Regions from separate parts of the Sus scrofa genome. Here region 1 is linked to region 2. Evidence: chromatin contacts called from public Hi-C data. All regions are on one chromosome and are shown on one strand. The core of a region is the stretch at or near the end of the contact, and the rest is flanking DNA. Distances in the headings are between cores, read along the strand shown. Region 1 has its middle 140 kb from the start of PHACTR1. Region 2 has its middle 41 kb from the start of EDN1.

What was found. Hi-C and Micro-C count contacts between places; a contact is called where the count stands out from the background.
Region 1: a Hi-C map of liver shows a contact between it and region 2, with 3 times the contacts expected there. The contact joins two enhancer-like sites. A contact is called at or near these places in 1 of 5 promoter capture datasets (liver) and 2 of 47 Hi-C or Micro-C datasets (both in liver).

What each region holds. Positions count from the first base shown.
Region 1 is chr7:8,959,795-8,964,008 of Sscrofa11.1, reverse strand. No RefSeq gene overlaps it. Among named protein-coding and RNA genes, the nearest start is that of PHACTR1, 140 kb to the left of the region's middle. Within about 2 kb of position 2,453, at least 11 of the 83 cell types and tissues checked have an H3K27ac peak or open chromatin away from gene starts, as enhancers often do. A contact at or near this core is called in liver, where this site is marked.
Region 2 is chr7:8,791,011-8,795,386 of Sscrofa11.1, reverse strand. No RefSeq gene overlaps it. Among named protein-coding and RNA genes, the nearest start is that of EDN1, 41 kb to the right of the region's middle. Within about 2 kb of position 1,781, at least 8 of the 83 cell types and tissues checked have an H3K27ac peak or open chromatin away from gene starts, as enhancers often do. A contact at or near this core is called in liver, where this site is marked.

The sequences.
Region 1 (4,214 bases), core at 1,204-3,703, 170 kb before region 2:
GGAAATTTTTAGCCATAGTGTGGAAGTTCCCCACAGCTAGGAAGGATGTCGCAGAGAGTTTAATCAGCTTCAGTTCTTTGGTTCACTGCAACAAAGACAGAATCCAAATCCTCATCCAGGGTCTTCCTTTGTGTGAGCTACTGTGTTGAGATGTGGCAACTTGAGGTGGAACCATGGAGTAGAGGATCCTGTTTATAGAAGCGATATTGACTCTTGTTGGTTGTGTGAATTACACCTGCATTTTTTGCACTTGGATCTGTCTGGATGTAAAACACTACACAGATGAGAGTTCACATTCTTATGCCTTTTAGAATGTCTAGAGGTTTTTTTTTTCTTATAATCTTTTTCTCTTTTTTTCTTGGGCCGCAACTGCACCATATGGAGGTTCCCAGGCTAGGGGTCTATTGGAGCTGTTGCCGCCGGCCTATACCACAGCCACAGCAACGCCAGATCTGAGCCGTGTCTGTGACCTACACTACAGCTCACGGCAATGCCAGATCCTTAACCCCCTGAGCAAGGCCAGGGATCGAACCCCAAATCTCATGGTTCCTAGTCGGATTCGTTAATCACTGAGCCATGACGGGAACTCCTAGAATGTCTAGAGATTTTGTGAGCCACATTCTGCCCAGGACCTGGTTCCTTTCCAGCTGAAGAAGACTCACCGCATCTCTGTCTAATTTAACCCTACAAAGCAATGGATGCCACAGGGAGAATCAGTCCTAATAAATGAGGAAAACCCTACTCCCCTTTCATCTCTACTTAGAATACCTCCCCATTCAGCACTGGGAGTCACTGCAACTCAGGGACCAAATGGGCAACTCCCTACACTTGCTGGACCAGGAATGAGTTACAACTAGAAGACAGGCACTTTAAGACAGGATTCAATTCCTGAGATGCGATAGGAAGTATTTTTGTGCCCATGTTACAGATGAGGAAACTGAGCTACAGAGAGGCCTATGATCTTTCCTGGTTAAGGATCCTTTGATTCCTTTGTGCTTCAAGGTCATCCCTTCGAGACCATTACACCGCACTGTCCATCAGAATTGGTCAATTGCTTCCTCTTGACTTCCACAGGGCTTGCATGTAATTCCCGTTTCCTTGCCCCAGGGCTCTGCACAGTGTCTGGTGCTTAGAAGGGACTCTGCTAATTTTTGTGTGTGTGTGTCTTTTGGGGGCAGCACCCATGGCATATGGAAGTTCCCAGGCTAGGGATCCAATCAAAGCTGTAGCTGCTGCCCTACAGCTGGCCTACAGCCACAGCAACACCAGATCCGAGCCATGCCTGTGACCTGCACCACAGCTCATGGCAATGCTGGCTCCTTAACCACTGAGCGAGGCCAGGGATCAAACCTGCATCCTCACGGATACTAGTTGGGTTTGTTACTGCTGAGGCACAAGGGGGACTCTGGGTTCTGTCAACTTTTGATGAAAACATGCAAGAATAAATAGCATCAATGATATTAAGTACTCATGCAAGAAAAACCTGGCTGAGACATTCTTTAACATAAAGAGGAAGACGTGTCAAACTCATCAAGATGTATACATTCAATAGGAGCTCCCATTGTGGCTCTGCAGTTAACGAACCCAACTAGCATCCATGAGGACCAGGGTTCGATCCCTGGTCTCACTCAGTGGGTGAAGGATCTGTGAGCTGCAGGTGTAGGTCACAGAATGTGGCTTGGATCCCACACTGCCATGGCTGTGGTGTAGCCTGGAGGCTCCAGCTCCAATTGGACCCCTAGCCTGGGAACCTCCGTATGCCATGGGAGCGGCCCTAAAAAGACAAAAAAAAAAAAAAAAAAGGATGTATACATTAAATATATATATATATATTTTTTTTTGCATGCCCATTGTATTTCAATAAAAATAAAATAAAGGGGAGTCCTTGCCGTGATAAGACTCATTGGTAAAATAAACACATTTATTTCAGTTGTATTCGGCACTCCTCAATCCTACCCATAACATAACTCTATTACAAGACATAAAATACATAAACTCAGCAAGATGGCAGAGAAACAGTAAGAATAAGGGTTGATGGGGAGAGAAAAGAAACCCCAAACCTTTGCGTGTTGTTCTTTCCTCTTTAATTCCTCGTTTTTCCAAGTCGCCCCCTTACCTCCCAAGCGAATGAAGGAAGATGCTTTTACCACATTTCCCTCCTGTTGTTACTTATCTCGATGGGTGGTAAGTGCACTGGGCAGAGGTCATGTCCACACGCTACAAACCTTTCAAAAATATTTACATTATAGGTGGGGGCCAAGCTTTGTTCACACACCTGACCCACCAGAGAAAAGAATGCAGAGTCTGTCGGAACCAACCAGCCTCCTCCACATGTGCTCAGGTTAAATGTTCCATCGTGATGCCAGACCACAAAGAACAGAGCGCCCAGAAGCTTCCTGGAAATCAGGCAGCACTGGGATGACCTTCAGTCGGCGTTGCCTTGGAGACTGTTGCAATGTGTTGGAATCAGCTGCGGGGCTGCGTGTCCACTGCGACTGACCTCGCCAAAGGGAAGGGCAAGTTCAAGAGGGCTAGGAAGAACCGTCTTTGTGTGGCATATTGATTTGGGCAAATCTGTTTACACATTAAACCTCTCTTTTTTGATGCCCCCATTTTCGAACCAAATGACCTCCTCTTCTAAGTCACAGCACAGTTACTTCTGTTCTCAGAGAAGGCTTGTATTATGCCAGAGGGAAAGGGCAGCTGTGATGAAGACTTGAGTATGGGACAGACCTAACTCCTTATCTCCAAGTTAGGCATTAGAAACTTGGTCAAATGCCAAGGAGCAAACTTGGCTTGCCTTTCTTTCATGCCAAGCCAAGACTGGGGTTCTCTGTCCCTTTCCTTCCATACCATTAACAGAAGCCTAGTTCTCAGCACAAAGATCCTGCTCTTGGATCTAAAATTAAGCTTCATGGAAAATAATACGAGCAAAAGAATGTATATATAGATATGACTGGGTCACCATGCTGTACAGCAGACATGGACACACCACCATAAATCAACTATATGCTAATAAAAAATAAATTTGATTAAAAAAATAAAACCCTCCTTCCATGGCCCCTGCCTCAAAGGAAACTTTGGAAATCTCAGCCTCACTGGCTGTCACATGGATGCTTGCTTAGATCCTTATTATTTATTCTTAAGGAGCAAAGAACTTGCCATTTACCGGGTGGTAAAGAACCCGCAAACGTCCTTAAACATCATTTTCCTATAAGGGACACACTTGTCAGCCTCCCAGTCATTTCAGATAGGATTCCTGAAAGGGACATTCTTTCATTCTTCTCTCCCTGCAGGCATAAACATTCTGCATTTTGAACTTGAAACATACAATGTTATCTACTTTGTGGTGTCTTATGTAACTTTTCAGGAATGCTGCAAGACTTTCCCGGCTCCCGCTCCATGAGGCTGGAAGGGTGAGAAGGCGATTGGAAGGATGGGGGGAGCACGGGAAGGAGAGAAAAAGAATCGAGTGTTTCCATACATCGCGGCTCCGGCTGTTTGTGACAAGACGTTATTGCAATTAAGATACCAGCCGGATGTGTGGGCTAAACACGCTCTCCGCTGATATCACAGGCATTTATTGATAATGAAGACTTGGAGGAAGGGAACTGGAAAATTGTTGTCTTTAGGCAAGAGGACAGACCATATGGATTAATCAAAAAATTACTTCATCTTATCTAGGAGACGGGAAAAGTGTTTATTTTACTGCAAAAGGAATGTTTCTGTCAAGCTTTAAGTGTCAATCTTCAGGTTTGGGCTCTGCGTGGTACAGTTCACCACATAAGCACATTGTCTTGCTTTAAACAATCATTTTGGGCGTTCTTGTGTCATAGAGGAAATGAATCTGACTAGGAACCATGAGGTTGTGGGTTCGACCCCTGGCCTCACTCAGTGGGTTAAGGATCTGGCGTTGCGTGAGCTGTGGTGTAGGTTGCAGACATGGCTCAGATCCTGAGTAGGCTGATGGCTTCGATTCAGCCCCTAGCCTGGGAACCTCCATATGTCACCAGTGCTGTCCTAAAAAGCAAAAATCAAACAAAAAATCATTTTGGAGTTGCCCAATGACCTGGCGGACATCCCCGCTATAAGAATAAGGAATAAACATTCAGGGGACATCACATCCAGAAATCCTTGGTTTTGTGGCTACTAGCACCCAACTAAATCTGAATTTGCCTAGCGGGATCCCCTAGACCTCATAAAGCAAACTGGAC
Region 2 (4,376 bases), core at 532-3,031:
CCCAAACAGCCTCCCCTCTGACCTCACCAACAGCCCCTTCCTGCGGCCTCGGTGCCACTCCCCCACTCCACAGCCATGTGTCCATTCTCTGGGGTCACAGGTTCACAGGACCTGGGTTACTTGGCTGAGCCCCTTGACTGAGGATTTGAGGACAGAATCATTCAGTGACTGCAGCCCCCAGTCCAGGACCTGCCACGCAGATGCTTAATTAATGTGGAAGGAGTGAGTTCAAGCATGTACATTTTTATTCATGAAAGCTGCCCAAGAGAAGCAAAATGCATTGAAATGTCACCTCGGGAGTTTGCTGGCTGTTCAGATGCCTGGGCCCATCCCAGCACCATTAAATCAAATGGGATCTCCGAACCCATATTTTATTTTTATTTTTAAATTTTATTGGAGCACAGTTGACTTAACACTGTTGTGTTAGCTTCAGGTGTAGAGCAAAGTGAATCCATATGACATATACACTTATTTTATTTTATTCTATTTTATTTACTTTTTATGTTATTTTTTCATTTATTTTTTTGAAGGGTTTTTGTTTTGGTTTGGTTTGGTTTGGTTTGGAAATAGAGGTGTTTTTAAAAATGGTTTTTATTTTTTCCATCATGGTTGGTTTACGGTGTTCTGTCCATTTTCTACTGCACAGCAAGATGACCCAGTCCCCCATACATATATACCTTCTTCTTCTTACATCATCCTCCATCACGCTCCATCGCAAGTGACTAGATATTGCTCCCAGTGCTACACAGCAGGATCTCCTTGCTTATCCACTCCAAGGGCAATAGTCTGCATCTATGAAGCCCAGATTCCCAGTCCATCCCACTCCCTCTCCCTCCCCCTTGGCAACCCCAAGTCTGTTTTCCAAGTCCATGAGTTTCTTCTCTGTGAAAACGTTTATTTGCACTGTATATTAGATTCCAGATATAAGTGCTATCATATGCCATTTTACATGTACACATATTTTAAATAAATGTCCCCAGGACTTCTGATACAGAGAGGGGGCTGATGGTGGCAGGAAGCATGATTGGGAAAATGTCTGGACTATTTTGATTGGACAGAGGTAATGATTGACAGGTGGGGAAACCGAGTGCCAGAGACACTGAGTGACTCCTTCAGGATCATGTAATAAATTCACTGGCATGGCCTGCATTTCTGGGAGCGGATGGGAAAGGCTGAGGTCACAGTTGTGCACACTGGCCCACAGTCGGGTGTCCCCAGGGCACGGTGGCTCCAGGGCATCACCCTGATTAACCGTTCTGGAGGCAGCACGGGGCAGAGCCCCTTTGAGTCTGAGAGAAAGTGAAGAAGAAAAAGGACCAGCTCCCCCGCCCCCTGCAGTGGTCAGGACTTAGCAGACCCACAGGACTGGGGACAGCAAAGTCGGCCCCCATCCCAGTTCCTGCTCCTGACCTGACCGTTCGTCCCAGCCAGGGTGTGGGCATCCCAGGGAGGCGGCAGGCTCCCTGCCCGGCTGAGAGTGATCACCCAGTGCAGCACTTTCACTCCCTGTGCCAAAGGAACAAGGGAACCAGGGACGAATGGCCCGGGACAGGGCACTGCCGCCTGCCCAGCCTCCAGAAGAAGGCAGCATTTTGGTGGCATCTCACACAGAACTGTCCTTTCTTTTTCCACCTCAACAAACCCCCACGGCTGATAAATCACCGGAGCGAATTGCCGCTGACTCGATGACCTTTGATCTTCCCAAGTGTCAACTTATCTCACTGAATGGACCTCCCGCGGATGGGGCTGTGGGGAGAGGCAGATGTCCACACTCCCCAGAAGAGAGCAGAGTCTCTTTAGCCACCCCCACCTCCACCTCCCCTCCACGAAACGCGACACCGAGTGACCACGGCCCTCTGGCCTGCTTGGAGGTGGCGCCACCGACCCCAGAATCCCCGGGGAGGCAGGAATTGAGCGCAGCCCAGAGGCCCCCGCGCTGCCTCCAGGGGAGGCTGGGACCAGCATCACAGACCTTCTCCATGGCAACAGTGGGTTCCAGCCTCCAGCTTCTTCCCAGCCCGCTGGAAGTCCCTGACAACTGGGGTCGGCTCCCACTCTAGATCAGGGAGATGGGGTGATGGGGAGGCAGGGGTCCCCCAGACAGGCCCCAGCACTGCCTGAGAGGCCCCCTCTGAGAGAAGACAGAAGGTCAGGGGGAGGTACTTCCAGTGCCTGTCGGGGTCCTTCTGCACCACGACCTGGGGCAGCCGCCTCATCCTCTGCTTTCCTTTTCCTTATTTGTAAAATGAAGAGCTTGAGTTCAGCGGCCTCTCAGTGCTTTTTCGCGCTGTGGGTTAGAGTCCACCCCTCCCATGGCAGCAACCTTGACTTTGTTTTGTTTTGCTTCCTACTGGGTGCAGATCCACAGAGCAAACAGGCAAGAGGGGCAAAGGTCTGGCAATCATTCCAGGCAGGAGGGCAGACACCTGTTTGGTAAGATTCTTGATGATAAACTCTTGCCCTTTTGTTTGTCTCTGCATCATTAGGACAAAATAGGTGTTCAGTAAATGCTTGTAAAAACGATTGTGCAGCTCCTCTAAAAAATCAGGGCTCTAGGTGGCCTCTTCCTGAGCTGCTGCTCTATTCAGAGAAACCGTGTGTAGCCACTGATAAAAATTGAATGTAATTGCAAGCATTAATACATCTCTTGGGGAACTTTTAAGGAGGGAAGTCTAATTCGCAACCCTCAGAAGTCCTTCTTAAAACTCCTGTCCACTGCTCTCCAGCTCCCTTATACACCTGCTGTTCAGGAAACTCTAAACTCTAAGCCCCCACTCACTATTCCCGCCCTCCACAGACACGGCCTCCTCTGGCCCCGGCTTTGTAGGCTCCTTCTTCTTTTCCTTCCTTCCGCCCCTGGCTTTCTCTCAATTTCTTTACCACTTTGTCTCTCTACTTTCCCTATTTTTCATCACAAAAGTCAGATGCAAGCAAACAAAGACCAAACTTCCTTTAGAGGCATGCAGGAATAAGAACCCAAAGAGCAAGGGAATAACTGTTTCTAGGAGACCAGGGTGGAGGGCAAGCTTGGCAAGAACTAAAAGAAAGACTTAGGGGAGTTCCCGTTGTGGTGCAGTGGTGAGCAAATCTGACTAGGAACCATGAGGTTGCAGGTTCGATCCCTGGCCTTGCTCAGTGGGTTAAGGATTCAGCATTGCCATGAGCTGTACTGTAGGTTGCAGATGAGGCACGGATCCCATGCTGCTGTGGCTCTGGCGTAGGCTGGTGGCTACAGCTCTGATTCGACCCCTAGCCTGGGAACTATGCTACGGGAGCAGCCCTAGAAGAGGCAAAAAAAAAAAAAAAAAAGAGAGAGAAAGAAAGAAAGACTTAGGACACCCTATTTATTAATGTTTTTCTCTGCTGTGAGTGAAGGTCAGTGTCAGATATCTGGGTGTCTGCATCACCAGCTTTGCAAACCTGTTGCCCTCACACCAACAGTTTTGAAGGAGTCACCTATGTGCTCTGATTTCTGAAGGAGTCAGAAAGTTTCCCCAAGTTCTAACTATCAACTGAAAGATCCATATCAAATATCAAAGTAAGATCCTTCCTTCTAAATATTCACCGTTATTGCTTTAAACCTCAGAGGCTTACGGGCATCAACCAGTCAATTAACAAAGGCGGCAGCGTGGCCAATAACTTTTGTGAGGCCCTAGGCAGCTACCCAATGTCTCCAGGGTTCTGTTAAATTGGAGGGGCAGGCCTGGGTCACAAAGGGTTGATGTCATGATTTCGCAAGGATGGGCTTGGGAATGTTTTTGTTTTTTTGTTTTTGTTTTTTTTCGTTGTTGTTGTTTTTGCCTTTTTGTCTTTGTAGGGCCGCACCCTTGACATATGGAGGTTCCCAGTCTAGGGGTCCAATCAGAGCTGTTGCTGCCAGCCTATGCCATAGCCACAGCAATGCGGGATCCAAGCCGAGTCTGTGACCTACACCGCAGTTCACAGCAACGCCAGATGCTTAACCCACTGAGCAAAGCCAGGGATCGAACCCACAACCTCATGGTTCCTAGTTGGATTCATTAACCGCTGAGCCACAACGGGAACTCCTGGGAATGTTTTTAACATCCTTAGTTTCAGCTGCTCCTACATTAAGTGGAGATACTTAGAGCTATTGGAGGTTTCAATCCAATAATAAAATATAAACATTTAGCAAAAGTCCTGGCCCATAGCCAGCACCCCATAAATGTTAGCTATTATTATTAATACTATAATTGTGACTATTGTTGGGATTCTTTCATGTTCCTCTGAGCTCAAATGGCCCCTGAATCTCCAGGTGGTGCCTGACTCAAACTAGGAGCTACTTGGGCGAAGACAGTAAGCAAAACCGCCCTGGGTCTCCAGAGCTCACCTAGGACTGTGTCTGCAGTAGAAGCGGC